Linked DNA regions of Danio rerio: all the other regions are linked to region 1. Evidence: chromatin contacts called from public Micro-C data. All regions are on one chromosome and are shown on one strand. Each heading gives the region's core, a stretch centred on a gene start, on an enhancer-like site or on the middle of the called end of the contact. The rest is flanking DNA. Distances are from core to core; before and after follow the strand shown.

Region 1 (2,700 bases), core at 40-2,539:
CAAACAGAGACTGAACGAAATACATGCTAGCACGAATAGATGCAACAACACATCAATTAAAATGTAGAGAGACAAACAGACAGATAGATAGACAGACAGACAGACAGACAGACAGACAGACAGACAGACAGACAGACAGACAGACAGATAGATAGATAGATAGATAGATAGATAGATAGTTTAACTAGACAGACAGATGGATAGGTTAACAGAGAGACAGATACAGATAGACAGACAGAGGCAATCAAAATAGATAGACAGACAGACAGACAGACAGACAGACAGACAAACAGAGACTGAACGAAATACATGCTAGCACGAATAGATGCAACAACACATCAGTTAAAATGTAGAGAGACAAACAGACAGATAGATAGACAGACAGACAGACAGACAGACAGACAGACAGACAGACAGACAGACAGACAGACAGACAGATAGATAGATAGGTTAACAAAGAGAGACAGATACAGATACAAACAGACAGACAGAAAATTTAAACAGACAGATTTTGACTGAATGACAGACATCCTATCTAGACAGACAAATGTACACATTTAATGTAGGCAGACAGGTTAACAATGAGAGACAGATATAGATAGACAGATAGAGTTAAGCTGAATGACAGACATGCTAGACAGATACACAAAGACAGATAGATTCAAATGTAACGTTGGATAAATAGACAGACCGATTGAGGAAAGACAAACGGTTTTTAAAACATTTAAGTATGTGTTGTAATATATAGCTATCTGCAAAGTAAGACAGGTAAATTAATAATAGATGATAGATTTACAAAGGACGTCTTAATATAACGTTAACTCAACATTACATTGCATGCATTAATCTCTAACGTTGCAGTATATGCCAGTGTATTAGCAGCAGCAATCTCGGGCCCTTACAAAACTACTCCAACAGACTGCATAGGCATCGGCCAAAATTGCACCCATGTATGGGGAAGGGATGGATTACACTTAAAGCTACGGTGTGAATAGACGCCATGACGGGATTGAGCCCGAGCAGGTCAAGCGTCCTCCGATTGTCATTACCGCTGCGATGCTACGTGTCACACTGTGAGAAGAGAGGATGCTTGACCTACACGATCACCATCTGCCGCCGATTTATTTACCTGAATGCCGTCTCAACCGCTGAACCAAATCGGACCGCATTGAAGATTATTCCATGATCAAAACACGATGTGTGTGTGTATTCAACGGGTGTCTGGAGAGCGAATAATCTCCACTGGCTCCTCTGTCAATCCTCTTGGTCGCTCGGTAACGCAAATCCTCTCCGTCCGTTCTCTGCAAACGGAAGTGACGACGTGACATTCTTCAGGGTTGCTGGAGCGTTATTACACTGAAGTAAACAGCAACACGGGCGTTTATTTTTACATAATATACTAATCAAATATTATTTTTTATGCGTGTGAGGTTAATAGTGATGAGCAGCTTTCAATAAAAAGGAAGATAGAGAAAGATATACAGGATGCTACTGCTATACTCTGTGTAACCAGGAGATGTCAGCATCACTCCAGAAATGTAAGCATCACTTCAACATTTCTAGTTCTGGTTAACTCATTTTGGATATAAATGTGGCTTGTTCCAACTTTCCTGATTCATTGATATATTACATTTTAAAACACTTTAATAGTGAAATATATGCAGAACATCTGCATTACTAATGATGCAGTGCAGAAAATTCACACCAATAAAAAATCTTTAGCTTCGTCCACACAAAGTATAAAGCTTTTCCAACTTTCATATCTGATTTGTAAACTAAATGGATATTTAAATGATGTAACAATAATAACATCATTTATACAACACAATAAATAAAAAATTAGTTAACTATAAATAAGACTGACCAAATATAAATAAAATAGTTCTGGTTAAGTCATTTTGGGTGATGCAGTGGCGCAGTGGGTAGTGCTGTCACCTCACAGCAAGATGGTCGCTGTTTCGAGCCTCGGCTGGGTAAGTTGGCATTTCTGTGTCGAGTTAGCATGTTCTCGCTGCGTTTGCGTGGGTTTCCTCTGGGTACTCTGGTTTCAGTAAGGCATGCAGTACAGGTTAATTTGGTAGGCTAAATTGTCCGTAGTGTATGAGTGTGAATGAGTGTGTGTGTGTGGGTGTTTCCCAGGAAAGTGTTGTGGTTGGAAGAGCATTTGCTGCGTAAAAACATGCTGGATAAGTTGACGGTTCATTCCGCTGTGGCGACTCTGGATTAATAAAGGGACTAAGCCGAAAAGAAAATTAATGAATGAATGATATATGTACATATATAACAAAACGGTACACGATGGCTCAGTGGTTAGCACTGTAGCCTCACAGCAGAAACGTCGCTGATTTTAGTCCCGGCTGGATCAATTATTCCATTGACTATCCGCTTGTTAAGTGCAGTGTTGGGGAGTAACTAGTTACATGTAACGCCGTTACGTAATTTAATTACAAAATAAAAGTAACAGTAATTAGTTACAGTTACTAAGAAAAATATGTAATTAAATTAGTTACTTTTGAAAATGTTAAAAATTACAAATGGGGTTACATCTAATATTTTTCTTTAAATCCCTGTGATATGTTGAATAATATTAATCTATTGCTTTGCCTGTTTTTGATATGCACGATGGCTTCTGCTAAGGCCATTTATTCAACCTCTGATGCTTTTGATTTGCGGCGCAACCACGGGCGTAAATCCCGGGGG
Region 2 (2,700 bases), core at 83-2,582, 230 kb after region 1:
GAACAATGATGGTTAGTTCCTTTACTTGAAAGCTCAGATTTGATTAGCATAATTGGTTTTATTTACAAAGTGCAAAGTGTGAGGTTTACTGTATCATTATTATTGACGTTCTTAAAGTTTGCTTTGATTGTTCAGCGTTTACATTTTACCATTGCACTTTGTAACATTTTATTGATCAAGTTTAGAGTCTCTTTAGCACTTCTATGTATTTTATCATAAGGAGATGATTATATATATATATATATATATATATATATATATATATATATATATATATATATATATATATATATATTTGTTTAAATATTTTTGTTTTTAATTATTAAAACTATTTGCCTTAGAAATGTTGGTAAAATAAAATAAAGTGGTTAAAATAAACTAATATTCCTAAATGTATTGTTAAAAAATATTCAATAATTATCGATAATGAATGATATGAAACATGATACAGTGATAATTGTTTTTGCTGTATCGCCCATCCCTAAAAAATATCCAAATCTAAAATATAACATAAAAGTGATCATTTTAATTTCTTTTAAAAATTGAAATCTTGAACTTCCATAAAACACGAAAATGCCACAAGATACAAAATTAGACTCACTGCGCTGAGAAACTTGTGTATGTAAATTTGCGCAGTCCTAAAACTAACAAAAACTAAACATACTGACACTATAGTAAACTAAACTAAGTCAAAAACTATAAACTATAACAAATCAAAAATGGAAATAAAAACCAGATTCAAAATATGAGCTACAAAAATTCTACCATACCCAAAACCGATGTCCAACTCAATTTATAAATATTAACTAAAAGCACAGTTGTGGTCTTTAGAAGCATTTTGCAACATGTCTGATAATTTAAGACTTGATCCCAATGCCACAAGTCTTTTGCGAGTTATCTTTGCGGTTAAAACAAAACTGGATATAGTTGCTAGACTTTTCACACAACAAACGGTGGAAATTCCACCAACAGAGAAATAAAACCCAGTTAATTATTCTTCAGCCCAGCAGCAGTGACGCACAAGCAAAGTGACAAAACCTAAAATGTAGTAAACCGGCAGTGCCAGTACACATTAAACTAATCATACTCCGCTGCGAGGGATACACTGGAAAAAACTAAATCAAGCCCAGTTCAGATGTTAAATGAATGATCACAATAGCCCCATTGTAATGGCATTTGGACAGAAGCTTTGATTCAGAAAAAAGGGAGGCGGTGGGAACTCTCCGCACAGGGATCTCTGATGAAGGGAAAAAAGCAACTCATCAAGTGCCGTGCTGTGATGCTTGGATGTGGATTTGGCAGTGATTTCTGCAGTCTGTGCATCATCAAACTCCCAACTGCTCTTGAGTGGCATGCCAGCTCCCATCTACAGCAGTCGTTCGTGCCACAGCCTGAGAGACAGTTGGTTTGGACCTCGTCCTTGGCAAGTTCACTTTGATGGTTGTAAGGATAGACTTAGTAACTTCTTATATTGTTCTCGTGTTGAAAACTCAAGTCTCTTGGCAACTGTCTGCGAAACATTAGCACGTATTGAATGCAAATAAAAACTGACAGCAAGACAGGAGCCAGTCAATCAGATTTGATTTGCACTTGATTAGTAGACCCGAGTGCTGCTGATCCGATCCCTAACTCCAAACCTAAGTAATACCACTATAAACTTCTAATTTTACTCCCAGACCTCCCACTTGACCCTACGCAGCTCCTATTCCTGCTCTGCAGCAGAAAGGAGTCAGCCAGTCCCGAAAATCTCTCCCAGGCACGATCATCCCTCTCTCCGGAGAAACCCCAGGGCCAAGTTCCCGTCTGCTGGGCCCTCTGTCAGCTCGCTGGAGTGTGTCTCAACCCCCGCCAGCACAAATCCACCACAGAGAAAGCATTAATGTGCCTTCATTGATATGTGACCATGTGAAATTACACGTTTTGATTTACTAGGAAATGTACTACGAGCTTTGAAATTTGCCTGTGGAGAAACTTATTAGAAAAACACTTTGAAGTCCCTGTACAGACATTGATAAATCCCAGACAACAAAAAAAAAAGGTTTGTGCCTTTTATAGTCAGCAGACAACAAGGACTAAGAATTCTAGGCCAAGTGCAAACCTCAGCTGACCCCTTACACTGTTTCTGATGCCATTTTCACATTATAAGTAACGCTGTAAATCTAGAATGAGTTGTAAATACCAGGAACAAAGCAGATTCTTTAAAAAATACTTGTCAGAGTCCATGCTACTTGTTTAGTCAAATAGTAACACTGTTTTTGAATCTAAAGCTTGAATATACCACTTTTTACAATAATTATTGTTCCAGCTGCAAATCAAATGATTTGGTTCATTGTAGAGAATCAAAAACGCAGTAAGAATAGGCTATAATAGACTCCCAACATCTTATTATTTGGCAACATAATCACCTCTTTATCTTTCTTAAATATAAATATATAATATCTTTCTTAAAAAAAATATATATAAACAGCCAAAAGGTCATAAGTGGAATTGTTAAAAAGGAACTGGACGGGATTGAAAACACAGTCACTTAATGTATGTTTCACCGGGGAAAGTCTTTTGCCTTGAAACTAAAACTTATCAGATTTACTTTCCACTCTACAACGAAAGCCATCATGAGGTGCAAGTAGAAACAGCTAGTAAAAAACAATCCCCCACAGTCTGAAGAGAATGAGTAACTCCCAACTGAAGTAGTCCAATCCA
Region 3 (2,700 bases), core at 20-2,519, 250 kb after region 1:
TAGCTAAGTTAACATAAATTGTTTTAAAGTAACTAGTGTGTATTTTTATGTTACTAGTACTTTTATGAGTACTAAGTAATCCTACAGGCTTTTTACACTTGAATTTATTAATCATGGGATGATCTAAACCTGCAAAAAACCCAGTGTATACACAGTGACATCGCACACAGAACAATCCTAAACTCTGGGTTAACGTTCTTATATTTTGCAGTGTTTACAAAGGCTCAAATTTTGGAAATCAACATATATTCTGCTTACAGCTATGAAGTAACTAATGTTGTTGCATTGACTTTGTGGATTACAAAGATAAAGAAGAAACTCTTCTACAAATAATATTTGATATTTTAACCATCATACTCAACTGTTTTATATTCACAACTGTTTATATTTAAGTCCAAATCATGTGAGTATCTGTCTAACAAAATTGGTGCTTGCTTACCTTACTTCAGAGCGGGATTTAGCAAACCAGGTAAAATCTGGTGCTAAATACCCTGCTTCTTGTTGCAATTTAGACATGTTCATAAACCTGGAGTAAAAGCGGTCTTAAGAACTGTCTATGAAAGAAGACACAACTTTTATTTTGTATAATTAGTGTGCATTTTTGTATCATGTTTATGCTGTAGGTGATTCCTATTTCAGTTTTAACAGTAACTAGCTATAAAATCTTGTTCTTTGGTTACAGATATTGTCTAAATTCCTCTACCGAACTTTAAAAAATGTTTTTTAAAGTTGTAAAATTGCTTTTCGTTACAGTAAATAAAATAATTGAATAATTAAATAGTACAACCATAAATCAATATGTAGACAGCTAAATGTCACCAGTGGCTCATTAAGCAGTATTTAAGGAATAAATGTTAATCCGGCCTGCCATATGCGCGAGTTAACTGATGGAATTGAAGTTTATCGCTTGACTTCTTGATGTATGAAGTCGGTTAATAAAAGGCAGAGTAAATAAAACACTTACACTCATCTGTTCGTGCTTTTCAGTGATGGAGATCCAGTCAGTTGTGCAAGCGTAATGTCAGGGGAAAACACAGAAAAGTCGTTTCAGAAGTATCCGTGTTAGATTATATCCATCTTCTTACAAGTTAAACTTGTTATCGTGTGCCACAACAACTTCCACTAATGTATTTCCAGTTTTCTGTCTCTTTCCGTTTGTTGTCAAGCTCAAAATACACTGCATCAATTAAGAAGGGCTCGGTGCTCCAGAACTGAGCGCAGCAGACGGGATGAAATCAGTCCGTCAGCATCGACAACAGCATCAACTCTAGAATCCACACTTCCAGCACACGCGCTCAACCTCAGTGAAACCTGATACCAGCCTTCCCACTCCTACATGAATATTCATGAGGCGGATGCAGGAGCGTGGCATTAGCGTGAACTCACCGAACGGCGGCGACAGCGTGCCGAAACACTCAGTGACGTGATTTAATCAGACTTTGGTGCCACCAGCCTTCATTGAAAGGAACTGAATTAATATTTTCTTCAAATATTCTATCTATCTATCTATCTATCTATCTATCTATCTATCTATCTATCTATCTATCTATCTATCTATCTATCTATCTATCTATCTATCTATCTATCTATCTATCTATCTATCTATCTATCTATCTATCCATCCATCCATCCATCCATCCATCCATCCATCCATCCATCCATCCATCCATCCATCCATCCATCCATCCATCCATCCATTTTTATCATTTAATGTTTTCATCCAAACTGATGTTTATCATTTAATCTGTTCATCCAAACTGTTCTATCAATGCATCAGCTATTAATCCATATTCATTATCTGTTTATCAATCCATTCATTCTTCGGCACAATTCCATCCATCCATTACTTGTATATCAATTAATTTGTACCATTTTATGAATCCATCATGTATACAGCATCCATCCATCCATCCATCCATCCATCCATCCATCCATCCATCCATCCATCCATCCATCCATCTATCTATCTATCTATCTATCTATCTATCTATCTATCTATCTATCTATCTATCTATCTATCTATCTATCTATCTATCTATCTATCTATCTATCTATCTATCTATCTATCTATCCGTACCATTCTGACCATCCATACATTTTCTATTTATCTATTAATCTGCATCCATCTATCTATCTATCTATCTATCTATCTATCTATCTATCTATCTATCTATCTATCTATCTATCTATCTATCTATCTATCTATCTATCTATCTATCTATCTATCTATCTATCTATCTATCTATCTATCTATCTATCTATCTATCTATCTATCTATCTATCTATCTATCTATCTATCTATCCGTACCATTCTAACCATCCATACATTTTCTATTTATCTATTAATCTGCATCCATCCATCCATCCATCCATCCATCCATCCATCCATCCATCCATCCATCCATCCATCCATCCATCCATCTATCTATCTATCTATCTATCTATCTATCTATCTATCTATCTATCTATCTATCTATCTATCTATCTATCTATCTATCTATCTATCTATCTATCTATCTATCTATCTATCTATCTATCTATCTATTTATCTATCTATCTATCTATCTATCTATCTATCTATCTATCTATCTATCATAAATCAAAAAATCCATCTATCCATTCATCCATCCATCTGAACTCTTTTAATATCACCTTTTTGTATTTTTGTATACCACCCTTAACCATTTAGGTGCACTAGGC

What was found. Hi-C and Micro-C count contacts between places; a contact is called where the count stands out from the background.
Region 2: a Micro-C map of caudal fin shows a contact between it and region 1, with 4 times the contacts expected there. The contact joins the enhancer-like site here to the promoter of arfip2a in region 1. A contact is called at or near these places in 2 of 18 Hi-C or Micro-C datasets (caudal fin and an unstated tissue) and 2 of 4 datasets of contacts at active chromatin or transcription factors (caudal fin and embryo).
Region 3: a Micro-C map of caudal fin shows a contact between it and region 1, with 6 times the contacts expected there. The contact joins the promoter of dchs1a here to the promoter of arfip2a in region 1. A contact is called at or near these places in 2 of 18 Hi-C or Micro-C datasets (caudal fin and an unstated tissue) and 2 of 4 datasets of contacts at active chromatin or transcription factors (caudal fin and embryo).

What each region holds. Positions count from the first base shown.
Region 1 is chr15:34,859,110-34,861,809 of GRCz12tu, reverse strand. arfip2a (ADP-ribosylation factor interacting protein 2a) reads right to left here and starts at 1,289. Exons shown (of 10, transcript NM_001005935.1): 1 at 1,130-1,289. It overlaps LOC141377874 (a long non-coding RNA gene), which reads left to right and starts at 1,306. Exons shown (of 3, transcript XR_012390971.1): 1 at 1,306-1,538.
Region 2 is chr15:34,626,748-34,629,447 of GRCz12tu, reverse strand. All of the region lies in intron 2 of dchs1a (dachsous cadherin-related 1a), which reads right to left. Among named protein-coding and RNA genes, the nearest start is that of dchs1a, 20 kb to the right of the region's middle. Within about 2 kb of position 1,332, at least 3 of the 62 cell types and tissues checked have an H3K27ac peak or open chromatin away from gene starts, as enhancers often do.
Region 3 is chr15:34,606,271-34,608,970 of GRCz12tu, reverse strand. dchs1a (dachsous cadherin-related 1a) reads right to left here and starts at 1,269. Exons shown (of 21, transcript XM_002664651.7): 1 at 965-1,269. LOC141377881 (a long non-coding RNA gene) reads right to left here. Exons shown (of 3, transcript XR_012390979.1): 3 at 2,628-2,700.